Regions from separate parts of the Sus scrofa genome. Here region 2 is linked to region 1. Evidence: chromatin contacts called from public Hi-C data. All regions are on one chromosome and are shown on one strand. The core of a region is the stretch at or near the end of the contact, and the rest is flanking DNA. Distances in the headings are between cores, read along the strand shown.

Region 1 (5,826 bases), core at 2,111-4,610:
CAACTAAGCAGATGTTAGGACGGATTCAAAGGAAAAGTCAAAGTGGAAATTTATCTGAAGTAAAGGAAAAAGAATATTGAAGTGAAGGTGCAAATGGACTCACTTGGCTTCTCCCCTTGGGGAGAGGGATCCCCGCACTGGACAGAATTCATTTGCATATACAGAAAAGTCACTTTGCGCTGCTACAGTTCTCTACAACCTAAAGTCATTGAATGACTCAAAAACATTGGGAGGCTGGACTCAACCCGGGAGGAACTGCTCTAAACCAGGGTTTCTCCAGCCATGGCATTACTGGCTTTGCGGATGCCAATTAAAAAGTGTCACTTGCCATCTGGTTCTCACTGGTCACAGCAATCACTGACCTTCCACATTCCCTGAGGGGGTTTCAGGGCTGAGATCAGGATCTAGGCACTCTGTTCTCTAGAAATAACTGCCAGAAGAGGGCTTTGGATAACTAGATCTTTCCAGGAGAAGAATTTTTCTTTTTTCTTTTTTTTTTTTTTTTTGGTCTTTTTGCCTTTTCTAGGGCCACTCCTATGGCATATGGAGGTTCCCAGGCTAGGAGTCTCATTGGAGCTGTAGCCACCAGCCTATGCCAGAGCCACAGCAACGCAGGATCAGAGCTACACCACAGCTCACAGCAATGCCCGATCCCTAATCCACTGAGCAAGGCCAGGGATCAAACCCGCAATCTCATGGTTCCTAGTCGGATTCGTTAACCACTGAGCCACGATGGGAACTCCTGCAGGAGAAGATTTTACGAGCCCAGTTTCTTGCATCTTCTCCTGTCTAGGAAAGCGTGAAAGCCATCAGCAGAGACCTCTGTGCCTCGTGATGAGCAGCACCCAATTGCCAAAATGCACGCTTGATTGCATGTATCCTCCTTCCCCAAAATCACATCTGTACTGCCTTTTCTGAGCAGTTCCTCAGAGGAATCTGAGAGGCTGTCTCCCGGTCTTTCTCATTTTGCTTCAGATAAAACAAACTCGCAACTCTCAAGCTGTGCTTTTTTTTTTTTTTTTTTAAATATGGAATGTATATCTGCATGTGTGACTGGGTCATTTTGCTGTACAGTAGAAAATTGACAGAACACTATAAACCAGCTATGATGGAAAAAATAAAAATCATTTTAAATAAATTAAAAAAAAACCCCATGGACCTCAAAGTTCTTTGCTTTGTGGGGAGCCGTTCTAGGCATTCAAGATATTTAGCAGCATTCCTGGCTTCGAACCAACAGAGGCCAGTAGCACTCTATCCCCCAGTCATAACAAAAATCATCTCGACATTGACAAAAGTCCCTCAGGGTAGGGAGGAGAGAAGAGGGCAAATCGCCCCCCCCCCCCCCCCCGCCGCCCCCGCCGTCTCAGTCAAGAACCACTGCTCACAACCGTGCATAGCTTTCCACTGAAACACAAATTCTTCCGAATTAGCGTAGGGATGGAGAGAAGGGAGCCACCGCCCTGCTCAGTGCACACCCAGCTCTGTATATGAGATGAGAATCTCACACTCTCTCCCAGTAAACAGAGTGGGCACAGTGGCCCCTCGCACAGGCATCGTTCTAAATGCTCTACCAGTATGGACTCAAGGTTCCCAGTGAAATGTGAGTTTCAGATAAATAGCTATTGGGGAAGAAGAAATTTTCCTCTTCCATTCTAGAGTCTTCTGACTGGTTTAAGAATTAGGTTGAGAAGTTCCTGTCGTGGCACAGCAGAAATGAATCTGACTAGGAACCATGAGGTTGCGGGTTTGATCCCTGGCCTCGCTCAGTGGGTTAAGGATCCGGCGTTGCTGTGAGCTGTAGTGTAGGTCAGACTCAGCTTGGATCCCATCTTGCTGTGGCTCTGGCATAAGCCAGCAGCTGCAGCTCTGATTCGACCCCTAGCCTGGGAACTTCCATATGCCCCGGTGCAGCCCTGAAAAAAAAAAACAAATTAAGTTGACATGAGACACTTTAACGGAAGAAAATCAGGAATTCCCGGTGTGGTGCAAGAGGATTGGCAAAGTCTCTGGAGTCCTTGGTTGCAGGTTCGCTCCCCAATCCTGCACAGTGGGTTAAAGATCCCAACTTGCTGCAGCTGTGATGTGGGTTGCAACTGTGGCTTGGATGTGATCCCTGGCCTGGGAATGCCACATGCTGCTGGGCAGCCAAAAAAGAAAGGGGGGGGAATCAAATGAAAGTTTAATAACACGTACACCTGGGGAGACCCAATAAAACTGAGGAATTCTCCAAAATGGTTAAAGCCCTCTCTTTAAATACCGTCTTCAGCTAAAGACAAAAGAAGTTGGTCATAGAGGGTTGGGACTTCAAAGGGGAGGAGGGCAATTGACTTGAGGATGGAAAAGCAAATGTTTGGTAACAAATGTCAGCTGGCCTGGTAGAGACAATGGGACACAAGGAGAAATCTGATCTCTAGGCCTTGCTGAGTTTCCCCCACCTCACTCCCTCCACCACCACCACATGGAGCCCTGATTATTTGCAGAGCTCTCTGGTGATGGCTCTGTTCTGGGAACAGCCCCTTTTATCTAAATTCTTGAGGCTCTTACCTGGAATGTACAAGCCTCTTCCTGAGTCTTCTGGGCCTTGATGGTTTCCAACTCATGGCAAAGTGAAATTTGGGGTGGGAAAGTTTGCTCCCCCACATAAGGAATAATTTTTTAATTTAAATATACCCCCATGATATAGCTGGGACATACTTATACCAGAAGATCATTGGTGGTCACTGAAATTCAAATTTAACTGGGAGGGTGTGTTTTTATTTGCCAAATTGGCAAGCCTACCAGCGATCATGGGGTTCACCAAAAACAGTGTGCAGCAGCGTGATTATAACACACGGCTGGTGACTTAGAATCCCTGTTCTGCCTCTGATTAGTTGTGCGACACTGGAGATGTCACTTAACCCCTCTGATGCTCAGTTTTCAAATCCGTAAAATGGGGACTATAGCGGAGGGACTTCTTCCTTCTTCATTAGCTTCTTACAGAGCTAATTTTGTCTCCTGGAGCTCTGTCCCCGATCTTCTGACTCACAGGGTGTTTCCTGGAAAGTCACGACGGCCTAGGGCTGGGGTTTCGCCCAGCCTTCCACCCCAGCAAGCGGGAAGTCAGCTCGGGTTGGGTTCGAGGCCCGACTCTTCCACCGGCGGCCCGAGCGCGCAGCGCAGGCCGGCTGGGCCATTCCGGGCGCCGTCCGCAGATGGCGGCACCGGCCCCGTGGGTCGGCCGGCCGGCCGGCGCCTTGCAGGCCGCGGGCCGACGAGGGCCCGGGCGCGGAGCAGCGCAGGCCGGGAGCGGCCAGGCCACGCCCCGCCGGGCGGAGGGCGCTTCCCGCCCGGGTGAATCACCGCCCGCGGCGGCCGCCGGCACTCCCGCTGCAGCGCGCCGGGTCCTGGCCGCGCCCCTGCCGAGCGCCGCACAGCACAGCAGCCGAGACCCTCGCTCGTTCCCTGGGCGGCAGCGCGGGCGCCGCACCGACCATGGCGGGCATCGCGGCCAAGTTGGCTAAAGACCGGGAGGCGGCCGAGGGACTGGGCTCGCACGAGAGGGCGGTCAAGTACCTCAACCAGGACTATGCGGAGCTGCGGGACCAGTGCCTGGAGGCCGGGGCGCTCTTCCAGGACCCCTCCTTCCCGGCCCTCCCGTCTTCCCTGGGCTTCAAGGAGTTGGGTCCGTACTCCGGCAAGACCCGGGGCATCGAGTGGAAGCGGCCCACGGTAGGGATTGCGCCCGCGGCGGGATGCGGGCGGACGGGGCGCGGGGCCCAGAGGCGCGGCGCCTAGGCCTCTTGGCTGGCCAAACCCAGGGCCCGGGGCGCGGGGAGCCGGCCCCCGCGGCCCGGAGCCCAGCCCGGGACTCTGCAGGCGCGCTGTCGCCCGCGTCCCCTCGGCCACCCAGGCGCCTGCAGGACAGGCCGAGGCGCACGCTGCCCTCAGATCCCACTAGCAGGCCCGCCAGCAAAAACTCACAAAAACTCGGCTGACCTAGGGGGTCCCGCAGGAAACTTCTCAGACTCCAGTGGGGAGGTGGTGGGAGGTGGGGAGGAGAGTCTGCAGAGAAAGCGCGGGGGGTGGGGGGCGGCTGTGCAAGACCTAACCCGGGAAAGTCGGTTACTAACTCGGTTCAAGTCTACTTCAGGGAGGGGGCGAAGCCACGCACGGCCTGGGCCTTTGTGACTGAGGACTGTCTCTTGTCGCGATGGGTAGATTTCTCCAGTCAGAATTTCCTGTTTTCCAAATGGGAGCCCGCGGGACCTCCCCTTAACTTTTACCGCGGTGATGAGCAAAGGACGGGGAAAACACTGCAGCCTGGAGCCAGTTCTGTCCCAGAACCCCCCCCCCCCCGCCCCCGGAATCTCAGGGGCCCCTCCGAGCTCCGTTATCCCTCCCACCCCCATCCGGCCTCTGTCCCCCCTTGCCCTGGCAGGATCAATTTATCCATCCCGTTTCCAGTGGAACCCCTGCTGGTCCCACCAACTATGGGCACCTGGCCAGGCTTCCCCTTCCCAACCTCTAAGAGGCCTCCTGAGAGATCAAGACTCGTGTGATGAAAAGAAGCATCCCTGTCCTGCTTAGGCTCTGAGCCCCCAGTCACCCGCTGTAACCCTAAACCCACTGCCTAGGCAGCAAGTGCAGTAGGAAGTGTTCATGGCCGGAGGGGGGGGGGGGCAGCTGACTTTATTTCTTGCTAATGGGTGTGAGCCATTTAACCCCTCTAGCTCCTTTCTTCATCTAAAAAGAGAAGTGATGCCTGAGGTTTCCTCTCGTCACTCGTTCACCAGGCTCAGCACCTTTTTATTTCTCAAGGGCACCAGCTCTCTCCTGCCTCACCTGTCAGGGATGTTCTTTTCCCACTTTCTGGAGGCTGGCTCACTCATTTTTTGGGGATTGAGTCAGATGTTCCCTCCCCAAAGAGATATCTCCTGACCATTCTTAGCAGTCTCCTTACCATCTAGTTATTCCTTATCACTCAGCCCCGCTAATTCAGAGCATGTTCACAATTTGCAAATATAGTTACATATATATTTGCTTGTCTTTCCTGCTGAACGTCAGGGACCATGTATTATTCACCAATATATCCCCAGTGCGTTCACAGTAGGCATCCATCCACCATTCATTCCTTCACTTAACAGTATTTATTGAGTGCCTGTTATATGTCAGGTACTGTCTGAAATGCCGGGGATAGATCTGTGACCAAAGAGACTGAGTATTTGTGGAATGAATGAATGCAAGATTGTAATGAACCTCGAACAAAATGATGGCTGCGAAAGTGGTACACGAGAGAGAATGTATTCACCTTACATTTGCATAGCACTTTACTGTTTACGAAGTGAATTTACATACTTCTTTGCCTATTTTTTCATGCAGTCACTAAGCATATATTGAACACCTACTGTATGCCCAGCACCAGGGCATGTGGTCTCTGACTCTGAAGGCTTTAGGGGCTGGTGAGGGGATACAGACAGGTCACTCAGCGGTTGGAAATACCTGCAGGACTTCCAGTTGGGGAAATAGTGGTCTGAGGCCATTTTAGGGCCCCGCCTTAGGGTGGGTCAGGCTGTGCCCTGCACAGCCGAGAGGGAGGATGGCTGTTATACAGCCACTTAGCACCTGAAGAAATTGAGGCTTGGGAAGGTTAACTCTTGGCTCATACAGGTGTCTGGGGTGGAGCCAGGACTGTGACCAGCCCATGGGTGTTTAGTGCTAACAGCTCACAGCTGCCCCCTCTACCTTCTCAAACACTGCTAGGGTTCAGGTCAGGCAAGGCAAACAAACATTGTCCACTGGATTTACCTTTTTTTTTTTTTTTTTTTTTTTTTGTCTTTTTGTCTTTTT
Region 2 (5,826 bases), core at 2,016-4,515, 280 kb after region 1:
TGTGGTTCCTGTGAGATTGAGGTAGATGGGCCCCTGGGCTGAGAAGAGCTGGGACTTGTCAGGCTGAGTAAACTGGGCCTTGCTTCTCTTTGACACGTCAAGGAGAAAGTTAATTGCAGGAGCTAAGCTCTGCTCGAGTAGAAAGATGCCCACGTCAATCACTCCTGGGGTCAAGGAGCCCTTCCCAATTACACATGTGCAGAAAGACTCCCAGGGGTCAAAAGGGAGAGGGCCCTAATAAGTCCTGATACCATCCCAGCATCCTTTGCTCTGGAACCATCTTTGCCAAAAGATGCACACGCCTATTGGGGAGGGCCCTGGGTCCGGTCAGGTACGAGAAATAAAACAAGGTAAATGGCCAAAGGAAAACAAAGACCTGGAAGAACTATATAAGTGAGTTAAATCCCCTCTCTGGTACTCTCCTCACTTGGGGACGCCCGTACTTGCACTCCTCTTTAGGGTGTGTATTACTTCTTTGCTTCTGACTTAAATAAACTACTTTTCTGCGTGCGCTCCCACACATTGGACTGTGACTCTGACAATAAACTTTATACCTGGTTTTAAAGTCTTGGCCTCCTTTGCCTCCTTGAATGTTGAAAACATTCTTGCTTTCAACAGGAGGCAACAATCAGGGCAATTCTACTTTTAGCCTCTAGCTAATCGAGCGGCTAGGATTCCTGGTTTTCATGCAGGCTGCCAACGTTTAATTCCTGAGCAGAAAATTGAGCTCTCTCTCGGAGCCATCACTCACTGCTGTTTCCCTGAGATCACCTGGACTAGTAGCATGAGCATCACCTGGGAACTTCTTAGAAATGCAAATTATAGCCCCAGCCTAGATCCCTGGAATCATAAGTACTGGGGGTGGGGTGCTTTAATGAGTCCTCCAGGTGATTTTGATGCACTCTTAAGTTTGAGAACTGCTGGTCTCCTCAAAACATTGCATCCTCCTTGATGGCGCTCCTCCTTGTTCTTAGAATTTTCCCCTCATCCTCCTAACAAATGTCTTTAGGGAAGAATCATGCCTCATGCCTATAAATCAATATGAGGGACAGGCCCTGGGGTTTAAAATGATAAAAACTGGGTGGGAACCCCAGCTCTGTCAACTGCAGGAATAAAACCATCCGTAAATGTTTTATGCCCTCATTAAAAATTAGGAAGAGGACATTTATCCACGATACAGAGTAAGATCCTTGCTTGAAGATTCCTCTCAGTTGCGCACCATGCACAGGTGTAGCTGACACTACTTCCAACTTAGAGATGAGAAAACAGAGACACAGAAGACTCAGAAGAGTGAACTTAGCAGCCTAGGCCTGATCCATTCGACACAAACCCTTTGACCAAAACCCTTTGACCATGTCACCTTATCAGCAAATGTGGATGATGACTCCAGGAGTTCTTGTAAGGATTAAATAAGGAAACAGAGTTTAAAAGAACCTGTAAAAAGGTAAACATTATGTGTGTATGTATTATCTTAGTGGTTTGGTGGTTGAGTGGCGTCTGCACATTCAAACCTGAAGCCGAGGGAAATCAATAGTTAACAAAAGAAGTTTTTAAAAACTAAGATCAGTAAACTTTTACTTTATAAACATGGAAGTAGTTCTAAAAAAGCCAAAACCCAAAGAATTTCAGTCCCACAAACAAAAAATAACAAGCAAATGTATTATGTAGATAGAACAAAGTTTATATCTTTCCATGAAAAGAAAAGGGAACATTTACAAACAAGTGTAGCTGAACCAGTGCTTATGGACCAAGTCAATGGACCTCTCACTGCCTTGGGAAGCAGTTGTTTAGACAAAGAGTGAGATCCCCTCAGCTGATTTGTTGTTTCTTTTCACACTTTCAGAGGTTCTAATCAATGGAAAGACCACAGCAGTCAAAAGAAGAATATAAATTCTCTGGAATGGGAGCATTACTCTGGCCAATGCAATGTAGAAAAGCTACCCAGGAAGGTCTCAACAAAACATTTGTAAAATTAAATTTGAAACATCATTAGAACCATACTACAGCAAATGGGGGAAAAATATTAAAACGCTCAAGTGTGCACTCTTGTTGAAAACAACCCTGAGGAAGTGTTTTGGTTTTGTTGCTATAGACATTTAGCCAAAACAAATCTCACTCCCTCACCAGAATAAGTAGTTACCCTGACTCTATATGCAGTCGGTTTCCCTGTGGAAACTAAAATGCGTTTTTTAAGATGACCGAAGAGTTCCCCTCGGGGCTCAGCGGTAAGGAACCCACTAGTATCCATGAGGATGCGGGTTGGATCCCTGGCCCGCTAAGTGTGTTAAGGATCCAGCATTGCCGTGAGCTGTGGTCTAGGTCGCAGACACAGCTGGGATCCTGAGTTGCTAAATCTGTGGCTAGGCCGGCAGCTGCAGCTCCAATTCCACCCCAGCCTGGGAACCTCCATGTGCTGCACCTGCGGCCCTAAAAAAAAAATGCGAATGACTGACGGAAAGCAATTACAAAAAAAACCCTGCTCTAACCAACGTACTCTTGGCAATCTTAAATATAGAGGGATAGATGCGTGGATGGATAGCCCTTAAGTTTTCTCAAGGCCCGAGTCTATGAAAAGCCCTTCTACGAAACACAGGACCACCCAAGTGCTTCTCAGGACGCGCTTCACCGCCAGGGTGACAGCCCACCGCAGCCGCCTCCGCCCTGGAGAAAAGAGGTTCGTTCGCCCAACGTCAGAGGAAAGGAACTGGCTTTATTTTCCAGGTCTCAGGTCCCCTCCGTGAGTTCCGATCCCGTCTCCCCCCACCCCCGTAGCCCACCCTACCTGCAACACGAAGGCGCTGGGCCAGATGCTGAAGCCTTGCTCGGCGGCCGGGACGCGGGACAGCCTCACGTCGGCGGTCTCCTCGTTGGGGTTGTCCAGGGCCAGGGGCAGTGTGCGCGATGCTCCCAGGCGCACGTCCCCGAAGCAGAGGAAGGGCGACCTGCAGAAGTGGCTGAGGGACAGGACCGGCGGGGATGCTGCCTCCTCCTCGGCCCGGGGACCCGGAGGCCCGGCAGGCGGCCTCCTCTCTGGAGGACTCCGCTCCCAGCAGCCGCGCCCCCGACGCCGGGTCGCCATGGCGGCCTCGGGGCTTCTCCGGGCGGCCCTGCAGGAACTCTCACTCCGTCTCCTGGAGCGGATACACCCCTCTCTCGTTCTGTGTCCTCGACTGCTGAAGAAAACAGCCCCACACACTCACAACTCTAGAGAAAAAACAACTCGGTCTTCTCTTCGTTTAAACTTCCCTCCTCCACCAATGGGCGCGCCCGGAACCGCCCACCTCCGCGAGGGACCAATCAGCGAGCAGAAACTCCGGCCAATGAGAAGACGGCGCCTTATTTAAACGTGTTGGGTTGTTGGCAGCGCGTCGCTCTCCTGCGTAGGCGACCGGGGTGATGGGGTCTCGGCTGCCCACTGAGAACCGGGGCTTTGACTAGAAATTTGCCCTTTGGTTTCGTGAGCGGCATTGTTGAAGGGAAGAGATCCCAGAGCCTCTACAGTAAATGCCGCAGTCGTTGCGGTTGCCGGGACAACCTTGGGTAAAACCGTTAAGCAGGCAAATTGGGTTGAAGTCATTCCTTTTCTACAATGTTCCCGCCCAGGTCACATTCCTGAGCTTTTCTTCCGCGGCTTTTGGGCTCAAATGGGAGAAAATAAGGAAAACGAAATGGTTATTCGTGTGAAGGGGCTGATTTCAGTGACACAGCAGCGGCTCAATAAGTTTACCTGCTGGTTGTGACGTCGGGGTCCTGGGAGCTCAAATAGGTCAACAAATGAAGCCTGAGATTCTCAACAGTCCAGACGTGATGGTTTTGACCGGCTTCGCCCTTGACACTTGACTTCTTGGTTTTAATTCTAATTATAGTATCTGATATAACGATGATAGCTTAGTGCAGCTATTACTCTTTGATGTGGATTGTTTCAGGCCCCGTGCTTCTCTATCTCGGCCTTTCCTTCAGCCCTGGAAGGAAGGCACCTTAGCTGTGTCTCACCGATGAGCAAGCCGACTGGGAGGTGGCAGAGCAGGGAGAGGCACCCAGGCGGTTTGGCCAGACCTTCACCCTACTACCTCTCAGGACAGCAGGAAACTTCAGGAAAAAATGTGTGCATGTGGTACGGATACATGAAGTAGCTCAAGGGAAATCTCCCCAAGTGGAAAAACAAAATGAGGGAGGTGGAATATGAAATTATATTCACTGACACCCAATTTGACCTGAGGTTAAACCCTGTGAGCTTAACAACATTGACACAGAAGTCTTTATATAGAGGTGTTTTTGAATTCTGTAGGGCTAATACAGGATTAATGTACTAGAACACTACTACCCTACATGTTTTTTGCACAAATGTTAATATGAATTACAGTAGTTGTCAAATAATGTGTATTTATTGTTTTCATACTGTAAATATTCATCAAATTAACTTTGCAAACATAAGCCTTCTTAAGCTCAAGTCATTGAAGTGTTTCAATTCTTTTTAACATGTTAATAATCCATTTTTTTATGTACACCCTCCCCTCATAATTTGTCTTCATAAAACAATGTTTTTGACTCAAAAATTAAAAAAAAATCCAGAATGAGACTGTACTGGATTTTTTTTTTTTTTTTTTTGCTTTATAGGGCTGTACCCGCGGCATATGGAGGTTCCCAGGCTAGGGGTCCAGTCGGAGCTGTAGCTGCTTGCCTATGCCAGAGCCACAGCAACATAGGATCCGAGCAGCGTCTGAGACCTACACCACAGCTCACAGCAACGCCGGATCCTCAACCCCCTGAGTGAGGCCAGGGATCAAACCTGAAACCTCATGGTTCCTAGTCGGATTTGTTTCCACTGAGCCACAATGGGATCTCCAGTACTGGATATTTTTTATTTGCCCTCCACTTCCAATCCCCACTTTTTTCAGCCTGCTTTTTGCTGTGGGATGCTGGTCTGTGTTCTGTATTTGCTATGTTTATAGGTTTCTTCAATTACTTCCTTAGTGACCCTGACTGATGCAGTAGTGGCCCTAGGAAATTGCTTCTTAGGATAGAATGCTGAGTTGAATTGTTTGTGTTCAAGGAGCACAGGGATAAACTCTTGCTAGCAAGAAACATATTATGATAATCAAAGGCATGTGGGCGCATCATGAGTCCTGAAATCACCAGCAGTGGCAGCACCAGATGAAATGTACATGAAGGATAGTTTATTCAGAGGTGGCTGTGGCATATAGTTGCTATGCAAACAGTTTATGAATGATTATAGAGTTTACAGAGTACCGGGTTTCACCTGATGGCTATAGAGAGCATATATAAGAAAGAAAATGAACCACACCCAAGGCATATGGAATTTCCCAGGCTAGGGGTCCAATTGGAGCTGCAGCTGCTGGCCTACGCAGCCACAGCCACAGCAATGCCAGGTCTGAGCCCCATCATCAACCTACGCCACAGCTTGTGGCAATGCCAGATCCTTAGCCCACTGAGGGAGGCCAGGAATCAAACCTGCATCCTCCTGGACACTATTTCAGGTTCTTAACCCGCTAAGCCACAGTGGGAGCCCCTTGGCATCTGTTCTTACCTTTGATGACCTTATGTTGCCTCCTTCACTAGATTGGGTGCTTCTTGAGGGTGGGAAGCAAGCTCTCTGCAGTTCCTGGTAATGAATGGCCTCATCTCAATAAATGCTTGTCATACCAATTTTGATTTTAAGTGAATTAAGTTAGAGGTCTTCTGTTTTTTTTTTTCCTCATCCCGTTTGACAATTTCTGCCTTTTATTTATTTTTAAAAATTTTGAAGTATGATTGATTTACAATGTTGTGATGATTTCTGCTGTATAGCAAAGTGGTTCAGTTATA

The links. A called contact is a pair of places that touch in the nucleus more often than the background predicts.
Region 2: a contact with region 1 is called in a Hi-C map of embryonic fibroblasts, with 2.5 times the contacts expected there. The contact joins the promoter of ASPM here to the promoter of CAPN2 in region 1. A contact is called at or near these places in 2 of 47 Hi-C or Micro-C datasets (embryonic fibroblasts and heart right ventricle).

The regions. Positions count from the first base shown.
Region 1 is chr10:19,755,464-19,761,289 of Sscrofa11.1, forward strand. It overlaps CAPN2 (calpain 2), which reads left to right and starts at 3,361. Exons shown (of 21, transcript NM_001100188.1): 1 at 3,361-3,708. The coding sequence starts at 3,472.
Region 2 is chr10:20,036,415-20,042,240 of Sscrofa11.1, forward strand. ASPM (abnormal spindle-like microcephaly-associated protein) reads right to left here and starts at 3,266. Exons shown (of 25, transcript XM_021064478.1): 1 at 2,783-3,266. The coding sequence starts at 3,079.